Regions from separate parts of the Zea mays genome. Here regions 1 and 3 are each linked to region 2. Evidence: chromatin contacts called from public Hi-C data. All regions are on one chromosome and are shown on one strand. Each heading gives the region's core, a stretch centred on a gene start, on an enhancer-like site or on the middle of the called end of the contact. The rest is flanking DNA. Distances are from core to core; before and after follow the strand shown. Region 1 holds the start of LOC100285818 (Chloroplast outer envelope 24 kD protein). Region 2 holds the start of LOC100283214 (eukaryotic translation initiation factor 4E-1). Region 3 holds the start of LOC103650692 (dehydration-responsive element-binding protein 1F).

Region 1 (4,626 bases), core at 2,069-4,568, 180 kb after region 2:
AACAGACAAGTAGACCATGAGCAAAACAGCAAACAAAAAAAATCAAAACCAGTAGATGACGAACCTACGAGGGACCATGATTATACCTGATAATCTGATATACATTGTAGATGATATAATCTGATTTAGAAAAGGGTGGCGGTGGCAGGGCACTAGGGCGATGGCTCTTTGTTTCCGATCAAGAGTACACTAGAAAATTGAAACATGTAGGCCTCTAGGGTAGAAAATGAGAAAACTAAAGCCTAAATCGGCGGCAGACTGCAGGGTACTAGCTAGGGAGCGCTCGCTTGGGCTGCGTCTCGCTTGGGCTGCGTCATGGGCCTTAGCGTCCACTCGTCTAGGTATGTTTTTCTTTCTTTTTCTTTCCTTTTTAGTTTCTACATACAACAATACTATTCTATAATATATAAATATTGACTGATTTTGCAGGGTATGCTGGTGCATACTCGGCATACCCTATGTGTCCGCCACTACCCACTAGCCAAATATAGAAAACATGAATGACTCTCTAGAGTACAAACATGATATGAAAGGTTGTTGGAGATTGAAAAGATATAAAAATGATTCTTATGCAAATGACTCTTCAAATGATAATTTAGAGAGTGAAATTTAGAAACATTCTTGGAGATGCTCTAAGATATAGAAGACTGAATCTAGACTCTTTCTAATAATTCCTTATATACATTTTCCCTATCTATAACTACCTTTCTTTTTAAGATTGCTCCTACATACAACTCTTCTACAACAATTCTCCCTATGCAATACAACTTTTTAAAGCCATCTATTGTCTTGTATTGGTAGGTCCATGCTACTAGGCACCACTAGATGAGCCCATGATTGACATGAGTTCGAGTCATTTCTATGGTGAAGGGTATGGTGACAGTGACAAGAGAATCCCTGACAAGACTGTAATCAATAAGCAGCTAGGTATTACTGTCGTTAAGATGACGTGCATGGTGTGTTTCTGAAAGGGAAATAGGGTCAAACCTTTTCCTAAGTAATTTTGGTGGTTGAATTGCCCAACACAAATAATTGGACTAACTAGTTTGCTCTAGATTATAAGTTCTACAGGTGCCAAAGGTTCAACACAAACCAATAAAAAGTTAAAGTTAGGGTTCAAAAAGAAAGGAGCAAAACCAACCGAAGGTTGCCCTGGTCTGGTGCACCGGACAGTGTCTGGTGCACCAGGGAGATCAACTCTGAACTGCTCAGCTTCGGGTTTTTGGAGAGCCACTCCGGTATAATTCATCGGACTGTCCGGTGTTGCACCGGACTGTCCGGTGTGCCAAGCGGAGCAACGGCTACTGCGCCAACGGTCGTCTGCAAAAGTGAACTGTGAACGTGAACAGTGCGCGGACAGCGCGCGCAGAATCAGAGCAGGCGCCAGAAGGCGCACCTGACAGTGAACAGTGACTGTCTGGTGCACCACCGGACTGTCCGGTGCCCCAATCTGTCAGAGCTCCAACGGTCGAACCCTAACGGTTGGGTGACGTGGCTGGCGCACCGGACAGTGTCGGTGGCGCACCGGACTGTCCGGTGCGCCCATTGACAACAGCCCAACCCCAACGGTTGGTTTGGTGGTTAGGGCTATAAATACCCCCAACCACCACCACTTCAAAGTATCCAAGTTTTCAGCCATTGCATTCAATACAAGAGCTCTAGACTTCACTCCAAAACACAAACAAGAGATCAAATCCTCTCCCAAGTCCAAGATCACTCCAACCATTTAGTGACTAGTGAGATAGAGATATTTGTGTTCATTTGAGTTCTTGTCGCTTGGATCGCTTTTCTTCTTTCTCATTCTTGTTCTCAACACCTTTGTAATCAAAGCAAGAGACACCAAGTTGTGGTGGTCCTTGTGGGGTCTAAGTGACCTAATTGATTGAGGAGAAAAGCTCACTTGGTCTAGGTGACCGTTTGAGAGAGGGAAAGGGTTGAAAGAGACCCGGTCTTTGTGACCACCTCAACAGGGAGTAGGTTTGCAAGAACCGAACCTCGGTAAAACAAATCATTGTGTCATCCGCTTTCATTTGCTTGTGATTTGTTTTCACCCTCTCTTTCGGACTCGACTTTATTTCTAACACTAACCCCGGCTTGTAGTTGTGCTTAAAGTTCATAAATTTCAGATTTGTCTATTCACCCCCCTCTAGGCGACTTTCAGTTTCCTGGCCCCCTAAGTTGTGACACTAATGGCCAGATGCCTACTGAATCTGAATGTAAGTTGGAATCCAAAGACGTCTCTCAAGGATCTGCTAGAGACAACATTGATGTATCATCACAAGACATACAAAGAAGTTGTGAAGAGGCAAATGTTGCAGGCTTCAGCAACGAATTAATCCCATGTTCCCTGCCTCGAACCTTAAGGTGGCGGTGGTTGGGGTGGCGAGACAGTTCTCGTCTAGAGCCCTAATCGTAGATGTATTGGAAGTCAGAATACATATGTAATCGTTTTGAGGCCCTAGATGTCCATGCTGCTGCCAAGGAATGTTAATATTCGTATGTGATATGTGTGGGTTGGGTTGTTGGTTGCTCCTGTTGTGTCAAGTCATTTCATTGGCGAGAGCTGCTCTTTTTCGTTGAGTATACTTGCTACTACTAGATGATGATTGTTCACTTTTGTTAGTTCATATATTCCGGCATTTACTACATGGCATTGATGCTGCCAAACACCACATGTATGTGGAAGTCTTTGGGGGTGGTGGTGGTGTGGGTGTTGTTGAAGAATAATGTTCACCTTACTGTGAACTTGTTTGGTGGAGCTCTCACGGTAGCTATTGGAATAAATTTAGTCTAGGAATAGTTTTGCTAAACTGTATTTTAAGGAGAGAGCATTTTTTATCCTTCAACTTCTACTGCTATATGATGACTGTTCACTTTTGTTGGTTGTACGTGGCACCACATTAGCTAAGACTAAGGTCATGTTTGGGATATCTCTAGCTCTAGAAAATTTTGGTGGAGTTGGTGGAGCATGTCATTAGGTGCTCCAAAAAATCATGGAGCTGGAGCTGTAATCAAGAATACATTTAGATAAGCCATTTTATTTATTATTTAGATAAAAATATTCTTAAGACTATTTAAATTGATATTATAAACTATAGATCCACAGTGTAGCTGAACCTAGAGCCATCCCAAACAACTCAAAATATCAGATGTCTTACTTGACGCGACATCATCTAAGAGTGTGAATAATTTAGGACTTTAAATCAGGGTATGGTTTTTCTTCTTCGAAATAATTTGTTCATTCTTTTTTATTTGTTACATTTTAGTTTAAAAATAAACTAGCTCACGATAAGTATTAAGAACAGAGGTGGTATTAAAAAAAGAATGAAAGCTAAACTATTTCTTAAAAAAAAGAATGATGGGTAGGAGAAAAGAAAAGAGAAGAGAAGAGAAAAAGACGCTGCCTTGCTAACGAGGTGAGAGAGTGTTGGGGCCGCCGCTCTTGGGTGATAGAGGAAGAGGATACAGCAAGCGGGGGTTGCGAGGAGGCAGCGGACGCTATGGGCAACGCCGGGAGTGCGCCGGACCAGCCCAAGAACTCGGCGGATGGGGCCGGCGCTGCCGACGCGGAGTCTCGCCGCGGGCCGCCGTCTACGGTGCGTTTCTTCCCCGATGCGGAGCGCCACAAGGCACGGCAGCCGCCGCCAATAAAGCTCGAGGAGGAGGAGGGCGTCCCGCCGCCGCCCGCCACCGAGGAGGAGATGGCCCCGCGCAACCTCTGGCAGGTACGCCTCCGTTCCAAGTTGGACCGTAGACTAGATTAGGTTAAGCCACCCCTAATCCCTTGTTGCGGTAGCGATTGCCCGGTTTCCTAGTGAATCACTGTTTGTGGATGTTACTATTGCAGTGGGCATTCTTCTCGCTCCTGCCATCAGACCGAGATGGAATTGGGTGCAGTATGGCTGTCCACAACATTGGCCATATTTGCTTGATTGGAGTTATGGTTTCTTGTACTGTTATATCTGTTGGGGATTAGCCTGCTCCTCATTCCTCAGCACATAAATTAGTTTGTTTCAGAACCACATCTCCTAGAAACCATGTGACCGATATACTATGCAATAGACTGTCCGGATGCAAAAATTGCTGACTGATTGAGTTGCAAGTTAACACCTACACAATATGCCGTTGTAGGTTGTGCAGTGTATATTACGCTGCAAACGTTGTCCGCTGTCAAAGTAGAAACGTGCATCATCTAGATTCAGAATCACTTGTAGGACAGGTACGCTTTCATTGTTAGTTTTGGCAGGGTGGTAAGATCAACAAGGTCGGTTGCATGTCTTCAAGGCCCTCTCATTTGCTATCTATGTTCTACAGATGTTATCCAACACTAACAAGATTTAAGCGCTTTATATGCTGCATATCGTATTACTGTTATTAGCCTTTTTTTTGTAAACAAACTGTGGAGTTTAGCTCCCCAGCACTTTATTAGAAAACCCAGACAAAGTTATGAGCCTATTATTATTGTGCACCTGGTACAAACCATTGAGATATAGTATGTTACCCCATAAGAGAAAGTCTACCTTTGTTTCCTGGGGTTATTTCATTATGCCAAATATTTGCTTGTATTTTGCTTTCTCTCTAACTATTCTTGTACTATATGATATATTGTGGACTTGTGGAAATATG
Region 2 (4,049 bases), core at 1,374-3,873:
GTTCAGAACCTTATGTCAAGCATGTCAGGAGGATGCTGGCATCCAAATGAACTTACATAAGCCCCCCCCCCCCCCCCCCCCCCCCCCCCCCCCCCCCCCCAAAAAAAATACTGTAAAGCATGGTATCAAAAAAACAATTCTCAACATAGCACCATGGAAATGGCCAACTACCAGCCGGATCCCCAACCAACACCCCCCTTCTGTTTTCCTCGTTATTCTTTCGTATATCAGGGTTACATCGATAACACAGCACGCTTATATGGAATAATAACTCAAACCTGACAATTTGCATGTATGATAATATTGGAATTGTATCAGGGAAAAAGTATATTATTTGTAAACATGGAAAATATATAGGTTGTTGTACAAGTATTCATCGTGAAACCGAAAACTATCATAAAAGTGTGATGATTGCATAGGAGAAAGGAAACAAGCTGTTTTTAAAAGCAACTTAGAAAGAGATGCGACTGCAGGCTGCAGCACCCATACGACCGTACCTGAGCAGCTTCATTAGCAGCATTTTTTGTCCAGATAGCTATTCTTTCCTGCTTGCTACGCACGCTGACTACTGCTCCACAAATTTCATCACCATAGTCGAATTGTTCGCCGATCATAGCCAACAGCTACAAGAAACAGTGTGTAAGGGTGGAGGACTGGAGGCTATAATAAGGACAGATGTCAAGAACAAAACTCCCTTTTCTGATAAAATAAAACTGCTTACGGTGTGCAGCCACAGCGTGTCAGATTTTCCTCTTCCACAGCTGATGGTCCATTTACCGCCATTAGCACAAATAGGGTCTTCCCATTTTGGCTCAATCTTGTTCTTGAAGCAATGGAAGTCAGCTCCACCGATCAACTTGCTAGGGTGATGGATATTATTGTAGAGGCTGCGAAATCACAGATCCATTAGATGGAATATATTTATAGACGAAAGCCAAAGTTGGACGGGGACACAAAAGGACCAAACCAAAGATAGATCAGCACATGTCTGACACGGGATTAGACCAAGAGCACTTATCACAAGGAAGAGAGGAAGGGTTATTAAATATCAGACCTTCCAACTTTCGATCACGCACCACAACCGTTAAGAAACTCGACAGGAAGTCAAGCAAGAGAGCCAATAACCTATGAAGCTCAGTTCATCAGATCAAATCGAATCTCGGGTTCTGAATATAAAAAAATATACATTACAGATTTTGCGTCATGACAGAGATTGAATTTTCTCATATAAACTAGATCCATGAGGCGGGTGTCACTTTGACTTAATACCAACTGTAGCTGTAGACAGGGGCGAATCTAGGGCTAGGGTTGAAGCCCCAGTCGCAGCCCAATAGCACCTATACTATACCATCATTTTAGCCCACAAAGTCCAACTAAAATAGGTCACAACCTCCTTCCTGGCCGCGCCATTCAGCACCTGCGTCCGGCCTCCGTCCACGCCGCTAGTACCAGCGCGGCAGCGCGGGCATCCACAGCAGCTAGCAGTGTGGATGGCCGACACACCTAAAGCAGCTACAGCAGCTAGCAGCGCACAGGTGCTCAGCGACCAATGCAAGGCACAAGCTGCAGGCAGGCTGCTGCAGCACGCCAAGCCTGCAGCACACCGCTGGCTGCCCCTAAGACGTCCGCCGCATACGCTGGCGTCTCCGTCAAGTGTGCCTTATAGCCCCTCTTTTGATCCATTCCTGGATCCACCACTGACTGTAGACTTGTCAAGGCGTGTGTTTGAGTATGAACAAGGACTAGCAGGTAGGTCTGGAGATGTTTGAGAATGGAAACATACCATGCTTACCCAATAAAGATTTCATACAGTATGTGCATGAATCAAACCGAAAGAGGTGTAAGATTGATCGACAGCTGCTTCTAAAAAGGCAAATGAGAAGGCTAATATCTATGATATAGCAGGGGCAAAAACATGTAAAAAGTGCAGAGACAGCTCGCAACATCAGAACAACAGGTTTGCGTGGTTTCGGGGATAAATCTCTAAATGGCTAGAATAACTAGGTGAGCAAAAAACATGTGAAAATGAATATCTGCTTCGGATAGGCGCCTTGCAAATGAAGCTAAGACAGTAACTATGCTCTCAGAATTGATCTTTCCCGCTGTATAAACAAGTGTTAGAAGCTGAATGAGAGTGCTATGGATTAGGCATAGTCAGAAACTAATGCGTTAATTAATCTAGAGATCCAAGATCCGTAAACCATGGCAGATTTGGCTCGTATATTGTGAATCTGGACTTGTACCAGTAGTTGTGAGAGTGTGAGAGGAGGGAAAGGAGGTTAAGAGGTGTGCATGTGTCAGAGAGAGATAGTCGGACGCACCCCCAGAAGTCCTCTACGGTGGAGAAGGTGTGGATGGGTCGGATGGAGCTCCCCCAGGCGGCCATCTTGTTCTTGCCGTGCGGGTTGTCGAACCAGAAGGTCCACGAGTGCTCGAGCGGGTGCGCGGCGGGGAGGGCGGGCGAGGGGGCGTCGGCGGCGATCTCGCCCTCCTCCCGGTCGTCGTCCTCGGTAGCGTGCGCAGGACGGCCGCGGGAGCCCGCGGAGGCCGGCCTCGTGTCAATCTCGTCGGCCATGGCAGCGGCGGCGGATGGGGATGGGTGCGGCGAGTCGTGTCCAAGGAGGTTTGGCCGTTTGGGGCTCGGGGCTGGCTGTCTGGTTTTTATTTTTTCCTTTTTCTTTTTTTTAACGGCTGACAGTCTGCGGGTCTGCGGTCTTTTTTTAAGCTAAACATGGTTCCATTGATCACTTGTATTATACACAGTTGTTGTTCTTCCAACTTCTGTGACTACTACGATTTTGTGGTCGTCGAAATAGTGGCGCAGTTTTCGAGTACTGAGGAGCACCACGTACAACAACTTCTAGACCTGTGGGTATCTGATCTTGAGGGCCCGATGACTTCACTGATGAAAGATATTGGATGTTGAACCGGAGGTGCGTGTCCTTCCTCCTTCCGCTCAACTACCAACATGGTGCTTACCACGTGAGTCTTGTATGAGATATACAGTAGCAGATTCTGGACCGGCTGGTCGCTGGTGGTCCGGTTAAGCGGCTTGAGGACGGGTGGGTTGTTAGGAACTTTTTGAGATCCTCGAATGCTCCTTGGGTATCAGGAGTCCACTAGAACCTGTCCACCTTTTGAGCAGCTTGTACAATAGCATGCCTCTTTCGTCGAGCCATGAAATAAAATGACTCAGCGCTGCCATGCATCCAGTAAGCTTCTGGACCTTTTGCGATCGTGATGGCTCCATCCGCAGTATGGATTCAATCTTCTTAGGGTTGGCTTCAATCCCCCGATAGCTGATGATGAAACCAAGTATCGAACACACACTTGTTGGGGTTAAGCTTTCAACGGTAGCGCCTCAGGCTATTGAAAAACTTGTTGGATGTCGTCAATGAAGTTTTCTGGATCCTTTGTCTTGATTACAACATCATCGACATAGGCTTCCACACGTTTGCCCCAGTGGTCGGCTAAGTATGTTTGGATGGCCCGCTGGTAGGTCGCCCTAGCATTCTCTAAGCCGAACGACATGGAGGTGTAACAAAACACCCTGAAGGGTGTGATGAACGACGTCTTCTCCTGAATCCTCCTCTTGATTCTCCTCCACTAGACCCATCTGGTGGTATCCCGAGTAACAGTCCAGGAAGGAGAGCATGGAACACCCCGCGGTAGAGTTGACTACTTGGTCTATTCTAGGGAGCCCGAAGGGATCCTTCGGATAGTGTTTGTTGAGATCAGTATAGTCGACGCACATGCGCCAATAAACTTTATTCCTTTTGAGTACAAGAACAAAATTCACAAGCCACTCAAGATCCGTCACTTCTCTATTGAAGCTAGCAGCTACTAGGCGAGCTAACTCGGCTCGTATGGCTTTTCTCTTATCAGGTGTAAAGCGGCAGCTTCTGTCGGATATGTTTTGCTTGCAGGTACACCTTCAGTTTGTGCTCAGTCAGTTCCTTGGGAACTCCGGGCATGTCTGTGAGATGCCATGCAGACACGTCTCGGTTGTCCTGCAGGAACCGGATGAGCATGTCTTCCTATTTGCCGGT
Region 3 (4,674 bases), core at 1,181-3,680, 260 kb after region 2:
GGCCTTGTCACTATCTATATACCCTTGTCTATGTCTACAACAAAAAAGTGAGCATCTTGTTTATTTTCTCCACTGCCCTCCTGAAGATGATACTGATTTTATGTGAATGGTCTTTACCTTTTTAGGTCCACTTATATGATATTATATTGCAAAGAAGACATGCCATCTCCGTTGATTTTGGTGAGTCACCAATCAAGGTAGTTGTTGCTGATCCAAATAGACATGATGTCTATGTTGGCACATGAATAGGGGACATTTGCTTCCTTCGACATGAGAATAGGTAATATGCTGGCATGCTGCTATATGCTATCCTCTTCTTCAATACAGAATTGAAAACTTGATCGTATGACACGTTCTTTAGGATGTTATGTTTAGTTTCTACTTTTTGTAGTGTTGGATTGTTTTAACCGGCAATGCACCTTTTGTTCCACTGTTGCTACTTAAGGTTTTTTTCTTCTGTTACCCTCTAATCTGTAGCTAAGGTGATATTACAACTAAAACAATGCTGACCTTACATGTGTACGGATAGGAATATACATTTTGGGTAGGCTGAAACCTGGGCTATAATTTGTGTAAAACTATTATTTAGATGGACCCTAAACCCTTACATGAGTGGTGAGTTCAAACGACTTCCGATGTAGCTTTGAACAAGCTGCCAATAAACCACTTCTAAAGACTATATTATGTAGTCGTGCACACCCGCTCTCCGTCGCCTGCATCACCGTAGGTCCTCGCCAGCGATCCATCACGGATTTTGCCGTCACCATTTTACTCATGCCATCCATCGTCAGGACCCTGAGCCGTTGAAGACTCGTCAATTTGTGTTTCGTGGCATCACACGGGCACGTACCTAGTTTAAGATATGATCGGATTAGGAATTGACTCTATTTCTATTCATTTTGAACTAAAATTTATTTAAAGATCCTAAGAAATTGTGAAGGAGTATTTGGATCGTGATCAATTACACTCGTACTCACGTTATAAGCCTCCACATCGTAGCTCTATTGCTCGACCACCATAAACATCATAAATATGATTGTATATTGTCGTAACGCACGCATTCTACTAGTTTTCTTTAAAATAAAATAAGGTAGCCTGATTTTGCAATGGGAAGCACTATAGATGGCCAAACGGGCCGGCACGGCCCGCCAGGTCCGGCTAGCGAAGCGTGTCGTGTCAGATGGGCCGGCGTGCCGCTGCCGCGGCCCAGGCACGGTCCGTTAGCCTGCTAGTCGTGCCGGGCCGGCCCGGTGATACTATGGTCCATCTGAGTATATTGTAGAATTTAGCAAAAAATATGTAGTTGTGGGGGCTCAAAGTAACAACCTAGTGCATAAGAGACTTAAACGCATCCATCTAACCAGTGTAGGTGCAGTTTTATTGTGTTATATGTTAAATTCTTATACTTAATATATGTAAACTATTATTTTTAAAATAAAAAATGTAACCGTGTCGTGCCTGTGCCAGCACTACAGGTCGAGATAGTGGCTCAGGCACGGCACTATAGCCGTGTCGTGCCAGGCACTGGCACTATACTAATCGGACCGGATCGTGCCTGAACCGTGCTTTTTCGTGCCGTGCCTGGGCTGGCCCATCGTGTTACTGTCAAATGGCCATCTATAGGAAGCACACGTTTATTTGGGTGGCAAAAACATCCGTACAATTTGTGTGGAATTATATGATTGTCATCACATCATCCGTCCAGCGTCCAGAGCGTGCAGTCGACGTGGCTATGGTCGTCGTCGTCGTCAAGGGCGCCCCAGTCGAGGCCCCGGCCCATGGCTGGTGGCGTGAGCAGCATCCCCCAGGCCATGTCGTGGATGAGCCCTGGCATGTCAAAGATGGAATCCTCGTCCAGGAAGCCGTCGCAGCAGGTCGGCGTGGTACCTGCTCCTCGGGTTCCTGTACTGGTCGTCCAGCAGCAGGTAGAAGAAGCCTCCGGCGGCGGCAGTGAGAGCGGCGGTGGCGGGGCAGCGATCGTCCGGCGGCCGTGGTGCAGCAGCAGGCCGGAGGCGGAAGAGGAAGAAGGAGACGGGCGGTAGAGCTCGGCGGCCTGCGCGGCGGCGCGTCGTATGTCGTCGGGCGCGGCGGTGCGCGCGCGCGGGAGCGCGTGGGCAGAGTCCGGGAAGTTGAGGTCGGCGGCGGTGGCGCCGCGGAGCGCGATGGCGGCGACGTCGTGCGCGCGCGCGGCCATCTCCGGGGTCGGGTAGGTGCCGAGCCAGATGCGCGCCTGCGCCTGCGGCTCCCGCACCTCGCACACCCAGCGGGTGCCACCGGCGCGCGCGCGCACGCCGCGGTACACCGGGTGCCGCGTCTCCCGGAACTTCTTGCGGCCCGCACGCCGCTTCGGGGGCAGGCGGAGATGATCGGCGGGGGACGGCGGCGGAGAGAACGAGGAGGACGATGCGTACGAGGAGTCGTCGGCGTCCATGGCCCGGTCGGCGGCAAGTGACTGGGTCTCTTGAGAGAGCAAGGCGGGGATATAAGTGAGGTTTATGTGTATGTTCGATGAGGACCCGTCGACTTGGCCATCGAAGCGAACACGACGGACTTGAGGTTGTGGGTCTGGGTGATGGGTGTGAACCGAGGAGAGCGGCTGGGCAGGCACGGGTACCCGCTACGCATTTTTACTCACGTGGGGAGCGTGCGAATTCTGTAAATGGAACACGTGCGCGCCTGCGTCCACTTTTCTCGCCGTTAGGCTATCTCGAGCAACGTTCTCTATATCCATTTTTTTACAGTTTTTTCTAAAAGATTTCATCCTCTATATCTCATTCCTCTCCAACAACATCCTCTAAATCACGTCCTCTATACGTAAATACCTATATTAGAGATATTTTTATTTTTAATTTTTGTACATACGCATTTGTCATACTATCAAATGTATTTTACATATTTTAGTTTTATTAAACCGGTTATTTAAAGTATTCAAATGGATAGAGGATCGTTTAGAGAAACTCTATATATAGAAAATCCAGCAGCGTCCTATAAATTTAGAGGATCGTTTAAAGGACGCTGCTGTAGAGCGTAGTGGACCATTTGATCCTCTATATTTAAGGTACAAGAGCTTTTAGAGTATCTTGTTGGAGCCAATCTTACTGAGGAGAGGAGATGCAGGCTTCAGCCTGTTGGGTGTGCGGCGTCGAAGGACTAAGGCCGACTCCAGTTTATCTAAAGTTTATCTATAACTACCGTTTTGCACTATAAACTACAATGTTCGTATAGTGGAGTTTGAATATGAGTAAGGATATAGGTAAACTGTTGAAGAAAGTCTAAGTCACGACGCCCAAATCGGCTGTCAGTCCGTCACAACTCTGGTGTGGTGCGACATGACGAAGCCCCTTAATATTTGTAATTTTATAAGTAATGTGCTGCCTTATCAGTTGTGACTAAAGCTCACTAGAGCTAATAGTTAGCTGTTAATATTGAACAGAGATATGTAAACAAACCTAACTAATAGTTTATATATTAGCTACTTTTAGTTAGAGACCTTCAAACATCCATACATAATAGTCTAGTTAACTATTAGCTAAACCCTAACCACCATTAGTTATTAGGTGGTTCAATCTAGCTAAAAAGTAGCTAATAGTCAGCCGACTATTTGTTAGTCAGCTAACTATTAGCTCTAGTAAATTCAAATGGAGTCTAAGCTCTTAGTTGTGCTATGGTTGTATTTTATCAATAATTATAACTAAATTTGGCAAGTGTTTATTAATTGAGCGTCTAGATTCCATGTGATTCATGTGATAAAGCATGCCAATTAGGCCCCGTTTGACTCCTCTTACAAAAGTTTAGCACTACATTTTTTTGGTAAAGTTTAGCTACTAAAGAAACAACAGAATTCCTATAAGTGGTGTACCAAAATTTAGCATTCATTAGCATTACCAAAGATGCTAAACTATATTAAAAATAGTCCCCTAGAACCATTTCTCACTCCCCCTCCCCACCAAATTCTTCTCTCTCTCTCTCCTCCCACAACTGACCGCTAGCTTCTGCTGTCACGCAGGTGACGCTAGCTTCCACATTAATTAGGGATAATATGTTAAACACTTGCATCAAACATGTCTCAAGTTCTAAAGTTTAACCAAAGTTTAAGCCCATTTTAGAAACCACAGTTTTTAAAATACTATAATATACTTTAGTCATTACAATACCACAGTTTGAAATAATACAGTTTTTACTTTAGTAATTACAATACCACAGTTTGAAATAATACAGTTTTACAAACTGTGGTCAATACAGTTTTGCAAACTAAGGTCCAGACCTAAGTTTAGAATAGCTTAAAATAACTACAGTATTTGCAATACTTCGGTTTTGAAAATAGAGATTTTAGCAATCTTAAACACCTCCTTAGCATATGCTAAACTTTAGCAGTATAGAAAGATGGACCATTGTTCAAGTATCTATCCACTTCCACACTACGTTTCTGTGGCTTCTAGACCCGTCGTACGTGTGGTACAATACTTTTGATAAGCAGTTCTTTGGTGCCTGCTTCTTCCGCTGCTAAAAGGCATGGAGGTAGTCCCCCCGTCGACGTGCCAGGAATTCGGGATTGGGAAAGCATGTCGCTGTCAGGCTGGCACGCTTTTTTGGGTGGGACGAGACGACCATGTCCACGTCAACGTCCCCGTCCCACTTCTCGCCGGTTCTGCTGTGAAAAAGTTACCATCAGCT

Evidence for each region. Hi-C and Micro-C count contacts between places; a contact is called where the count stands out from the background.
Region 1: a Hi-C map of ear shows a contact between it and region 2, with 2.4 times the contacts expected there. The contact joins the promoter of LOC100285818 here to the promoter of LOC100283214 in region 2. A contact is called at or near these places in 5 of 25 Hi-C or Micro-C datasets (ear, leaf, tassel and 1 more).
Region 3: a Hi-C map of ear shows a contact between it and region 2, with 2.9 times the contacts expected there. The contact joins the promoter of LOC103650692 here to the promoter of LOC100283214 in region 2. A contact is called at or near these places in 4 of 25 Hi-C or Micro-C datasets (ear, leaf and tassel).

The regions. Positions count from the first base shown.
Region 1 is chr3:147,291,825-147,296,450 of Zm-B73-REFERENCE-NAM-5.0, forward strand. LOC100285818 (Chloroplast outer envelope 24 kD protein) reads left to right here and starts at 3,319. Exons shown (of 2, transcript XM_008676257.3): 1 at 3,319-3,725. The coding sequence starts at 3,501.
Region 2 is chr3:147,108,628-147,112,676 of Zm-B73-REFERENCE-NAM-5.0, forward strand. LOC100283214 (eukaryotic translation initiation factor 4E-1) reads right to left here and starts at 2,624. Exons shown (of 5, transcript NM_001366957.1): 1 at 2,322-2,624; 2 at 722-887; 3 at 498-623. The coding sequence starts at 2,575.
Region 3 is chr3:147,364,310-147,368,983 of Zm-B73-REFERENCE-NAM-5.0, forward strand. LOC103650692 (dehydration-responsive element-binding protein 1F) reads right to left here and starts at 2,431. Exons shown (of 1, transcript XM_008676258.2): 1 at 1,619-2,431. The coding sequence starts at 2,431. The coding sequence ends at 1,694. LOC100158231 (isopentenyl transferase IPT1) reads right to left here. Exons shown (of 10, transcript NM_001127724.2): 10 at 4,332-4,674. The coding sequence ends at 4,669.